Linked DNA regions of Mus musculus: regions 1 and 2 are each linked to region 3. The links are chromatin contacts, called in public Hi-C maps. All regions are on one chromosome and are shown on one strand. Each heading gives the region's core, a stretch centred on a gene start, on an enhancer-like site or on the middle of the called end of the contact. The rest is flanking DNA. Distances are from core to core; before and after follow the strand shown.

Region 1 (2,891 bases), core at 17-2,516, 96 kb before region 3:
TTGTTTTGTTTTGTTGTTTTGTTTGTTTGGTTTTTCGAGACAGGGTTTTTCTGGGTAGCCCTGGCTGTCCTGGAACTCACTCTGTAGACCAGGCTGGCCTCGAACTCAGAAATCCACCTGCCTCTGCCTTCCGAGTGCTGGGATTAAAGGCATGCACCACCATTCCTGGCTGTTTACATGCTACTTTTAATGTTATTGTATGGCTGAAAAAAATTGCAGCTAAAGGTTCCTGAAATTTAATTGGGAAAAAATGTAAAGCACTTCAGTGGATTTTCCCATGATTTGTACAAGTTTCTTTTTTCCTTCCTTCCTTTCTTTTTTAAAAACAGATGGTTCAAATATACAAAGCAGTGGAAATGTAGAAATTAAAAACAGATCCTTAAGAAAAGTAACGGAGTTCTCAAAAAAGCTACAGGTGAGTGCAGGATGACATAAAATAGTAGGTTATTTTGTTGTCAGGGTTTCAACAGAACGCACATTTATTAGGTCAACCTCTGCTAATTGACTCTTTGCAGGAATTCATATATATATATTCATCTCAGAGACAGTGTTTCTCTGTGTAGTCCATGTTGGCCTTGAACTCTTGGCAATTCTCCTGCTTCAGCCAGTTGAATGCAGGTATTACCTACCACCACCACCAAAGGAATTAATGATTCCTTTGAAATGCTTGATCAGGTCAAGTCGATGAAAGTCTCTGAACTTGTAGGTCCACCCACCCAGGTGTCAATTAGAGACACTAAAACAGGGGTATATAACATGTGAAATGAGTTAATAAAATCAATTCCCCTTTCTTACAGACTGAGGGATAACACCCAACACACCTCACTGATGGGTCAATGCAGCGGGGTTGGGAGTCAGGCGGGACATCCTTTCTATTTTGGACTTATGGGCAGGACCCTGAAGTGAAACTTGAACCGGCTGGGAAGTGGTAGTTCCCGCAGGGGTTAACGTGGGAGTCAGACTGTTCCTGAGGGGGACGCTGGGGGTTGGAGATGGTTTGGGGCGCACAGGGCCTGGCGCTCTCAGTGGGCCCAGACGGGGACGGGTAGGAATCGGGTGAGGCTACAACACAGCAGTGCTGGGTGCGGGGAGCAAAGTGCGCACCGCAGGGACCGGGCGGGGACCGGGCGGGGACAGCGAGGGGCGGGGAGGGTGGAGGAGGGTCTGCCCGGGAGCTGCAGGCCGGCCCGCGTGCGCTCCGCACAGGGGGCGGGTTTCCCTACGGGCCCGAGTCGCCGTGAGGCGCCGCCAGCTAAGCGCGCGCCACTGTCCCCAGGGTCAGCGAGTGACGCTGTCAGAAGACTCCTCTGCGCTACAGCTTGTAGCCTCGCCACCCCCACGGTGCGAGCGAGCGACGATGCGAGCCGGTGACAGCGCCCGGAGCCTCCGCCCGGCCTCGGGGCAGCTGCACTGAGCCCGGCGCGCGGGGCCCAGTCCTCCGCTCTCCCCAGCGCTCCCCCGCGTTCGCAGTGTCCCCGCACCCGCCGCAGCTAGCGGCCGCCGCGCCTGGGCCATGGGGCTGCCCACTCTGGAGTTCAGCGATTCGTATTTGGACAGCCCGGATTTTAGGGAGCGATTGCAGTGTCACGAGATCGAGCTGGAGAGAACCAACAAGTTCATCAAAGAGCTGCTGAAGGATGGCTCTCTGCTCATCGGGGCGCTGAGAAGTGAGTGACGGGCCCCCAAGTGTGCAAGACCCCATGGGGTGCGGGACCCTGGTTGGGAAGCCCCAGACCGAACTTCTTTTGTTTGAATGGATTGGGGACAAAAGCTGAAGAGCTCCCCTGCTGGTGGCCAACAAAGTCTGTTCTTAGTGGTGCGGATTTACTTCCCAGGCAACACTGGGGAGGAAAAGTTTCCCCTACAGCCCTTGAGAGTCAACTTTTGAGACTTGTCAGTGAAAAGTTGGTAGAGACTTTCACTTTTGTTTGTTGTTGCTAAAGTTTCGGTGCCTGGTTGTTGTTGTTGTTGTTTTTGGTGGGGGGTTGGTTTTGTTGTTGTTGTTTTAAATTGTTTTGATTTTTCGTTTTAAGGTGGTGGAGAGAGCCACGCCAGTCAGGGCAACAGAGTGAGACCCTGTCTCATAAACAAAACAAACAAACCAAACAACAACAACAACAAATCAAAGCAAGCCAAACTCTCTGGGAAGAGTGGAAACAAGGGAGTCTGGAGAGTTAAAGTGAAGCTAGTGAATTTAATAATACTTTAGGAAAAGTAATTTCATACAACAATGACTCGTCATTGATTTGACCTTTTAAAAATACACGTCTGCAGTTTGGCCATTGGTAAGCTGTTTGGACCCAATAGGGTACCCGTGTATTTTAAAGCCCTTGTGAGTGTTCTGTTCGTATTAAATTTTGGCTTGCATCGTGTGGTGTGCAGTGTTGGTCATTGGTGAGAGCTCAGGTCTACATTCAGTCAGACCTGGTAGATGTCAGTATCTTTCCCACACTTCTCCCTTCAGGATATTCTTTACTCGTTTCTCCTTTAGAACTTCCCCTTCCATTATTACAACTCAAGCTTTCTCATACTGAGAACCAAGTGGATTACTTAGTACACGCTAAACGTTAACCATTGCCTTTCCCAGAATCCACTTGTGTCTTACATGGAAAATTGGGAAGGCTTCAGCTTCTGAAAAGAGAAGTGCTTCGGACTCTGGCCTCTTATGAGGGCGCTTACAGGATGGAGAGGCCTCTGGGTGATCTGGTAGTCCCCAGGACATGTTCAGGGTTGCTGTAATTGCACAGATGGAATGCCCATTGTCAATTAATTGGGATTTGAGACTACTATGATAATGATTATTTACTGTGGTTTGTGACAATGTGCAATGCTTCTTTGCAGTTCCTTGAGTTGTTACTAGGGAACCCTCCTCGCCAGGGATGCCTCCTCAT
Region 2 (2,857 bases), core at 154-2,653, 90 kb after region 3:
GATTAGGAGCTTTGGAGATACAATTCAGTTTCAAGATTTTAATTTTCTACCAACTTTCCTGGGAACTCTGCTTGCTGAAGAGCTAAGTAGTTAATTTCCCTTAGAATGAAAAAGTAATTTACCTAACAGACCATCTGATCAAACTCCATATGACTTTAGAGAGGCCTTCTGAATCTCACTGTGGTTCCTGAGCCTAGCAAGCCATATTTTATGGCAAAGGGCACTACTTATGATTCCTACTCCCCTCTTTCTGACTAAGCCCTGACAGAGAGCCCCATGATGAGGTTTTATTGGGTGTGTGTGTGTAAGATTTTGAAAAACTTTATATATGTGTATGTGTGTGTGTGTGCGCGCGCGCGTGTGTGTGCACACATGCACAAGCACACATGTGCATGCAACTTGGAGGCAAGAAGAGGGCATTAGATCCCTGAGAATCAGAGTTAACAGGTTGTGTGCCTCCTGATGTGGGTACTGGGAGCCAAACTTGTATCCTCTGGAAGAACTGGAAGCTCTCTTAACCACTGACCCATCCTCCTGCTGGCACACACTGTAGTTTAGAAAGCCACGCTTCTTACTTCTGCCCTAGGTGGAGAACTCCTGTAACACTTGCCAATAGGCATTTCTAAGTTAAGGCCTATTTTTAAACCACAGTATGAGAGTCCATAAATTTTGACAATTTAATTTTCCCTGTACATTTCTTCCACACATATTTACATGTCTTTCTGGCTCTGCCCACTAACTGTACAATTATTCCTTGTCTGAACTTGGGATGGTATTTTCTTATCTGTGTACCTTCTGGAGAGTGACTTAGGGATGGGCTGTTGCCACATCTGAGCTTTCTTATGGCTCATTCTGTCTGGAAACACTCAGGTATCTCTTTCTATGATATGATCTTAGTTGTATCAAAAGGAAAATTTATAATCATTTGTTCACAGATGGCAGGCAAAAGGTATGATTAGTATTCTTGAACTGTGGGGAAATGGAAGCCTCCATTCACTTGAAGTGTGTGTGTGTGTGTGTGTGTGTGTGTGTGTGTGTGTGTGTGTTTCCCCCTACCTTATCCCAAATTGTGACATCCCACTTACCCTTCTTGGCAAAGGTCTTTTTTATGACAGTCAATTTATTGCAGTATGTATATAAGGTTCCTGATGTGTGGGGAGGGAATCTATTCAGATATTCACCAATGCCTGTTTATTCCCTAGTTGTGAGACTCTTGAGAATCTTGTGAAGCATTGGTTAACCAGAGATTTGTGGTGTGTGTGGGAAGATATATGTGGTTCACTGTTTAGGGGGACTCAGTCCATTGTGATAGAGAATGCAAGGTAGCTGTGGGAGATGGCTCAGATCTGGGCAGAATAGAGAACTAGAAGCCAAGTGGATGGTAAACCATAAGTCTAACTTGCAGTGACTCATTTCCTCCAGCAGCATCCCACCTCCTGAAAGTTCCACAGCCTCCCTAACAGTGCTACCAGCTGAGAACCAAATGTGGCCATTCAAACTCTGCCATGGTCACTGATATGTATCTGTTTGTCAGTTCCCATCACAGTGAGCTGCCCATTTATGCTGTCTGGCATTAAGTTGGAATGACATAAGATGTGTAAGCCTTCCTACTCTATTTTTACTAAGAGCTCTTTGGTCAGCTAGTACTGCTTCCCATTCTATGTGAATTTACAATTTCTGGATTCTGCAAAGATGTGACGTGTGGTTTTGATTTTACCGTACTTGCCTTTCAATGTGGAGAAAATACCTTCTTAACAGTTTCAAGTTCTTCAAACTGTGAAAGGGAGAGATTTTATTTGTTTCAATTTTTAATTTATTTATGCTACATTCATGGTTTTCAAAATAAGTTTTGAATTAAATTTACCAAATTAGCTGGTAAGTATTTTATTCCTTTAAGGCAGTTGAAGATGGGAGTTTTCTTAATTTCATTTCAGATTGTCTGTTGTAGTGTATGCCAGTATAAACTCAGTCTTTGCACACTAATCTCACAGAAGTGGCTTATTAGTTCTATTAGTTTTCTTTAAAATGGATTCTTTAGTATTTTGTGTATACAAGTTCAGGGCAGTGGCAAATGGTTAGTTTTGCAATTTGCTTTGTACTCTAGATGTCTTGCATTTCCTTTTACACACATGTACTTTGGTGTGGAGTGTCCTCCACATGCCCATGTATTTTAATGCATGTCCCAGTTTCCAGAGGTTGTGGAACTATGAGAAGTTGGTGTGTGGCTGTGGGAAGTAGGGGCTTTGGAGCATCCTGCTGCAGCTGGTTCTGCCTCTTACTAGGCACTGCCCCCGCTCTATCATCTTACTTTATCCCACTGAGTTGTCTGTGTAGAGATGAGTAGCTAATGCATGCCCACGAATCCATTTGGATTTTAGTCAAGTGGCCACCAATAGGTGGGAAGATTATGAACGTTTATTTAGTTCTAAAAATTATCTAAAAACATGGTGTCATGATGTCAAGTATGATTAGTATTGTTGAACTGTGAGGAAATGGAAGCTTCCATTCACTTGAAGTGTGTGTGTGTGTGTGTGTGTGTGTTTCTCCTTACCTTATCCCAAATTGTGACATCCCACTTAAACTTCTTGGCACAGGTCTTTTTTATGACAGTCAATTTATTGCAGTATGTATATAAGTTTTGACTTTTGGTTTTGTTTGAGGGCTAATAAATAACAATTTAACTCTAAACACCATGGAAACAATAAAGTGTGACAGAGTTTCCTGGTACTAAACGAATGTGAATCTGGAGAAAAAGTACTTGCCACCAAGCCCTATTCCCTAAAACCCACATGGTAGAAGGAAAGTGCCAACTCCTTCTTGATTGTTCTGTACATGTGCACCGTGACACACTCACCCA
Region 3 (3,048 bases), core at 38-2,537:
GTAATGTAATCTGAAAGACTTCCAGAGGAATGAAAGAAGAGATATTCTCTCATCGCGGAGACCTCCCCACTCCCTGCCCCGTGCCAGCATGAAGAACACTACCTTTCATGGTGTATAACTGCTTTTCTATCTTTAGTTTTCTTTTTCTAATGATGTATTTATTTTTATTTCATGTGCATTGTTTCTTTGTTTTGTTTTGTCTACATGTATGTCAGTGTGAGGGTGTTGGATCCCCTGGAATTGGAATTACAGATTATTATGAGTTGCCATGTGGGTGCTGGGAATTGAACCTGTGTCCTCTGGAAGAACAGACAGTGCTCTTAACCTCTGAGTCTTCTCTCTAGTCCCCTCCCCCCATATATATATATCAAAAACAGAGCAGATATTCCACAGTTTGTAAAAGTATCAGAGTGGAACATCTTTGCATAATTAAATAACCTCTAAGAAGGAAGGAAAGCATTCACTCACCCCTAACAGACTGTAAGACAAAGTCACATTTGCCTGAGTACCCTTAAGTGAGAGCGTTGCTGGTGCCTTGAGGGAGTCCTTGCAGATGCTAAGGTCTGGGCAGTGACCAGCATGCAGACTGGGTAAGAACTGAGTCTAGAGCCATCAGTGTCAGTCGAGTTTTCCTCTCTAGTAGGCTTTCCTGTACTAGCTTCATATGATTAAGAAACTGACACCACATATGGTTCCATTTTATGTTACAGAGGCTGAATTCCCTGAGGTCTCAACCCCAAATTACCTATTTGATCCAAGTGTTATTAGACGGAATATTGTTTTTGGCGTGTTCTGTAAGCCCTTGAACTATGCTGCACTCAGTGAAGCTTTTGGTTATTTTCATTAACCCTTCAGTCCCGAGTCTTATAGACTGTGAATAGAAAATGCCAGGATGATTCTGTTATCATGTGTTAAGCCATTGTTTAGTCTTGTGAATGCTGTCCTTTGAGAAACTGAACCTAATTCTATGGTGAATACATTGGGCAAAAGGAAGAGTCACCTCTGCTGACATGCCCACATTACAGGCGTTTTCATGGTGACTGAGGACAGTGCAGAAGAATGCACTATTTTGACAGGTTCCAAAAGCGAAATTATAAAACAAAGGTTTTTACTGAAGTAAATCATGACTGCAGAAAATGAGGACATCGTTTGTCGATGGACTCAACCACTGGTTTCTTAGAGGCAGCAGGTTATAATTAAGACCACGTTTGTGCATGTGTCTGGAACCACATGTGTGCTCACCGCCCACGGGTGGCTGAAGGAAGTTGTAGGAATGTTTGTCTGTGGGAAATTTCCCAGGGCAGCAAAGAGTTGGTTTTCAGCAGTTAGAGGGCCAGATCTTTTCTGCCTATGCTGATGTAGACTGCGTGGCTTGCTCTTGGCTTCTTGTTCACATTAATGTTCATTTAATGAGGTTTTCTTTCAGGTTCCCCTCCTTGTTGTACACTCAGACTACTAATGACTCTTTTCCACAAGAGAGGTGTGGCAAGAAAGTTAAGAAATGTGGTTTAGAAACAAGAAAGGAAAGCCAGAATGTCATTTCAGAAGCTCAGGGTTAGAGGAGACTGCCTGGGCTTCTTTTTTTTTTTTTTTTTTACAATCCCTAGTATGGATCTGGGAAAGCACGTGGACTCATAACTAGCTGTGTGCTCAATGGCAACTTTATGTTAAGCAGTGGGTTACTCAGTTTAGGGAAGAGAGCCAAGTGTAGGCCTTACATCTCTCCCACTTAGACTCACCCACTAGTCATACTTTGAATATCAGGACTCACTATTTCTCTCTGCACTGTAAAATCTTATCTATGAGTTTGAGCTGTGAGGAAATTTGAATGAGAAGTGCTTCCTTTCCACCCCATTTCTTTCCTTCTACCCCTGATGATGGAAGCCAAGACTTTGTGGTCACCAATCCTGGAGCATTGGAGTCCTTGGCTCATGGCACAGAGAGCTCAGCAATTAGTATGAGTGACAATTGTTATGAACAAATGATAGAGAAACAAAGGAAAGTGGTTCGTACAACTGAGATTTGATTAATTCCTTACTAATAACAAGAAAAGACATGGTAACTCCAAAAAGAGTAACAATAGAAGTGCTTATCAAAGAAAGTTTGGAAAATCTCTGTTGTTGACAAAATTGACAGAGAGCAACTTCTAGAAAGTACAACATATCTTCAAGGATCCCGCTGATTGCCACTTAATAATTCAGTAGTGTGAGTTCTCTCAGCCTCAAGTGACTTTTGCTATGCCGTACTGTACTGTCTTTCTGATGCACTTGGGTGTTATTTCTGATATACTGTTTAGGATAAGAGCGCTTACTCATTTAGATTATAGTTACCTCGCTTACCTTTATAGGGCAACTGAAAAGGTTTTATTTATAATTGGTAAAACATTGAAATGTATTAGCATTAAAGTTATTTTCAAATAAAGACAACGGCACTTTCTCTGCTGCAGACAGTTGAGCTGACTGTCCCTTTAATACCTAATCTTGCTTAGGGTCTGGGAGATGGCTCAGTTAGTAAAGTACATGCTATGCAAATATGAGAACCTGAGTCCACAACCTCAGGACAAATTTAAAAAGCCAGGCAGTGCAGGAGTCACCTGAAAGCCAAAATCCCGGGAGGCATAGATAGAAGGATTTTTAGTGCTTGCTGACCACTTAATCAAGACATATCAGGGAGCTGCAGGTTCAGTAAGAGACTCTATCTCAAAATAAAAAAAATGGTGGCTGGCATTTGAGGGAGACGCTTTGCATTTGCCTCTGACTTCCACCCCTACATATGCACTTACATATCCACCTAATTGAATGTGTGTACACACATATGCTGCACACACACACACACACTCACACAAGCACACAGGCTTTACAAAAAAGATTTGGCTTTGGGAACCTGGATTTTGTTACACTGGGGAGTGGAGAGGATTCAGGCGGGGGCATTCTCTTCAGATGCCGTGCTTGCTGTGTGAGCACACTTTTCTCCGTGGACAGAACAAGATGGCAGTCTCTGCTGTGCAGGCGGCTGCTTAGATTGTCTCCAACTACCACTCCCCGATTT

Evidence for each region. Hi-C and Micro-C count contacts between places; a contact is called where the count stands out from the background.
Region 1: a Hi-C map of the C2C12 cell line shows a contact between it and region 3, with 2.0 times the contacts expected there. The contact joins the promoter of Arhgap42 here to the enhancer-like site in region 3. A contact is called at or near these places in 6 of 39 promoter capture datasets (the 3T3-L1 cell line, the C10 cell line, liver and 1 more), 9 of 484 Hi-C or Micro-C datasets (the C2C12 cell line, cumulus cells, embryonic fibroblasts and 5 more), 3 of 115 datasets of contacts at active chromatin or transcription factors (embryonic stem cells and fibro-adipogenic progenitors) and 2 of 9 other capture datasets (adipose tissue and pancreatic islet).
Region 2: a Hi-C map of the C2C12 cell line shows a contact between it and region 3, with 4 times the contacts expected there. The contact joins two enhancer-like sites. A contact is called at or near these places in 3 of 484 Hi-C or Micro-C datasets (the C2C12 cell line, adipose-derived mesenchymal stem cells and embryonic fibroblasts).

What each region holds. Positions count from the first base shown.
Region 1 is chr9:9,237,402-9,240,292 of GRCm38.p6, reverse strand. Arhgap42 (Rho GTPase activating protein 42) reads left to right here and starts at 1,266. Exons shown (of 24, transcript NM_001372563.1): 1 at 1,266-1,667. The coding sequence starts at 1,514. The region is part of intron 2 of Gm16833 (predicted gene, 16833); the gene reads right to left.
Region 2 is chr9:9,051,672-9,054,528 of GRCm38.p6, reverse strand. The region is part of intron 6 of Arhgap42 (Rho GTPase activating protein 42); the gene reads left to right. Among named protein-coding and RNA genes, the nearest start is that of Pgr, 150 kb to the right of the region's middle. Within about 2 kb of position 1,403, at least 5 of the 459 cell types and tissues checked have an H3K27ac peak or open chromatin away from gene starts, as enhancers often do. A contact at or near this core is called in the C2C12 cell line, where this site is marked.
Region 3 is chr9:9,140,975-9,144,022 of GRCm38.p6, reverse strand. The region is part of intron 3 of Arhgap42 (Rho GTPase activating protein 42); the gene reads left to right. Among named protein-coding and RNA genes, the nearest start is that of Gm16833, 94 kb to the left of the region's middle. Within about 2 kb of position 1,287, at least 51 of the 459 cell types and tissues checked have an H3K27ac peak or open chromatin away from gene starts, as enhancers often do. A contact at or near this core is called in the C2C12 cell line, embryonic fibroblasts, neural stem cells and 1 more, where this site is marked.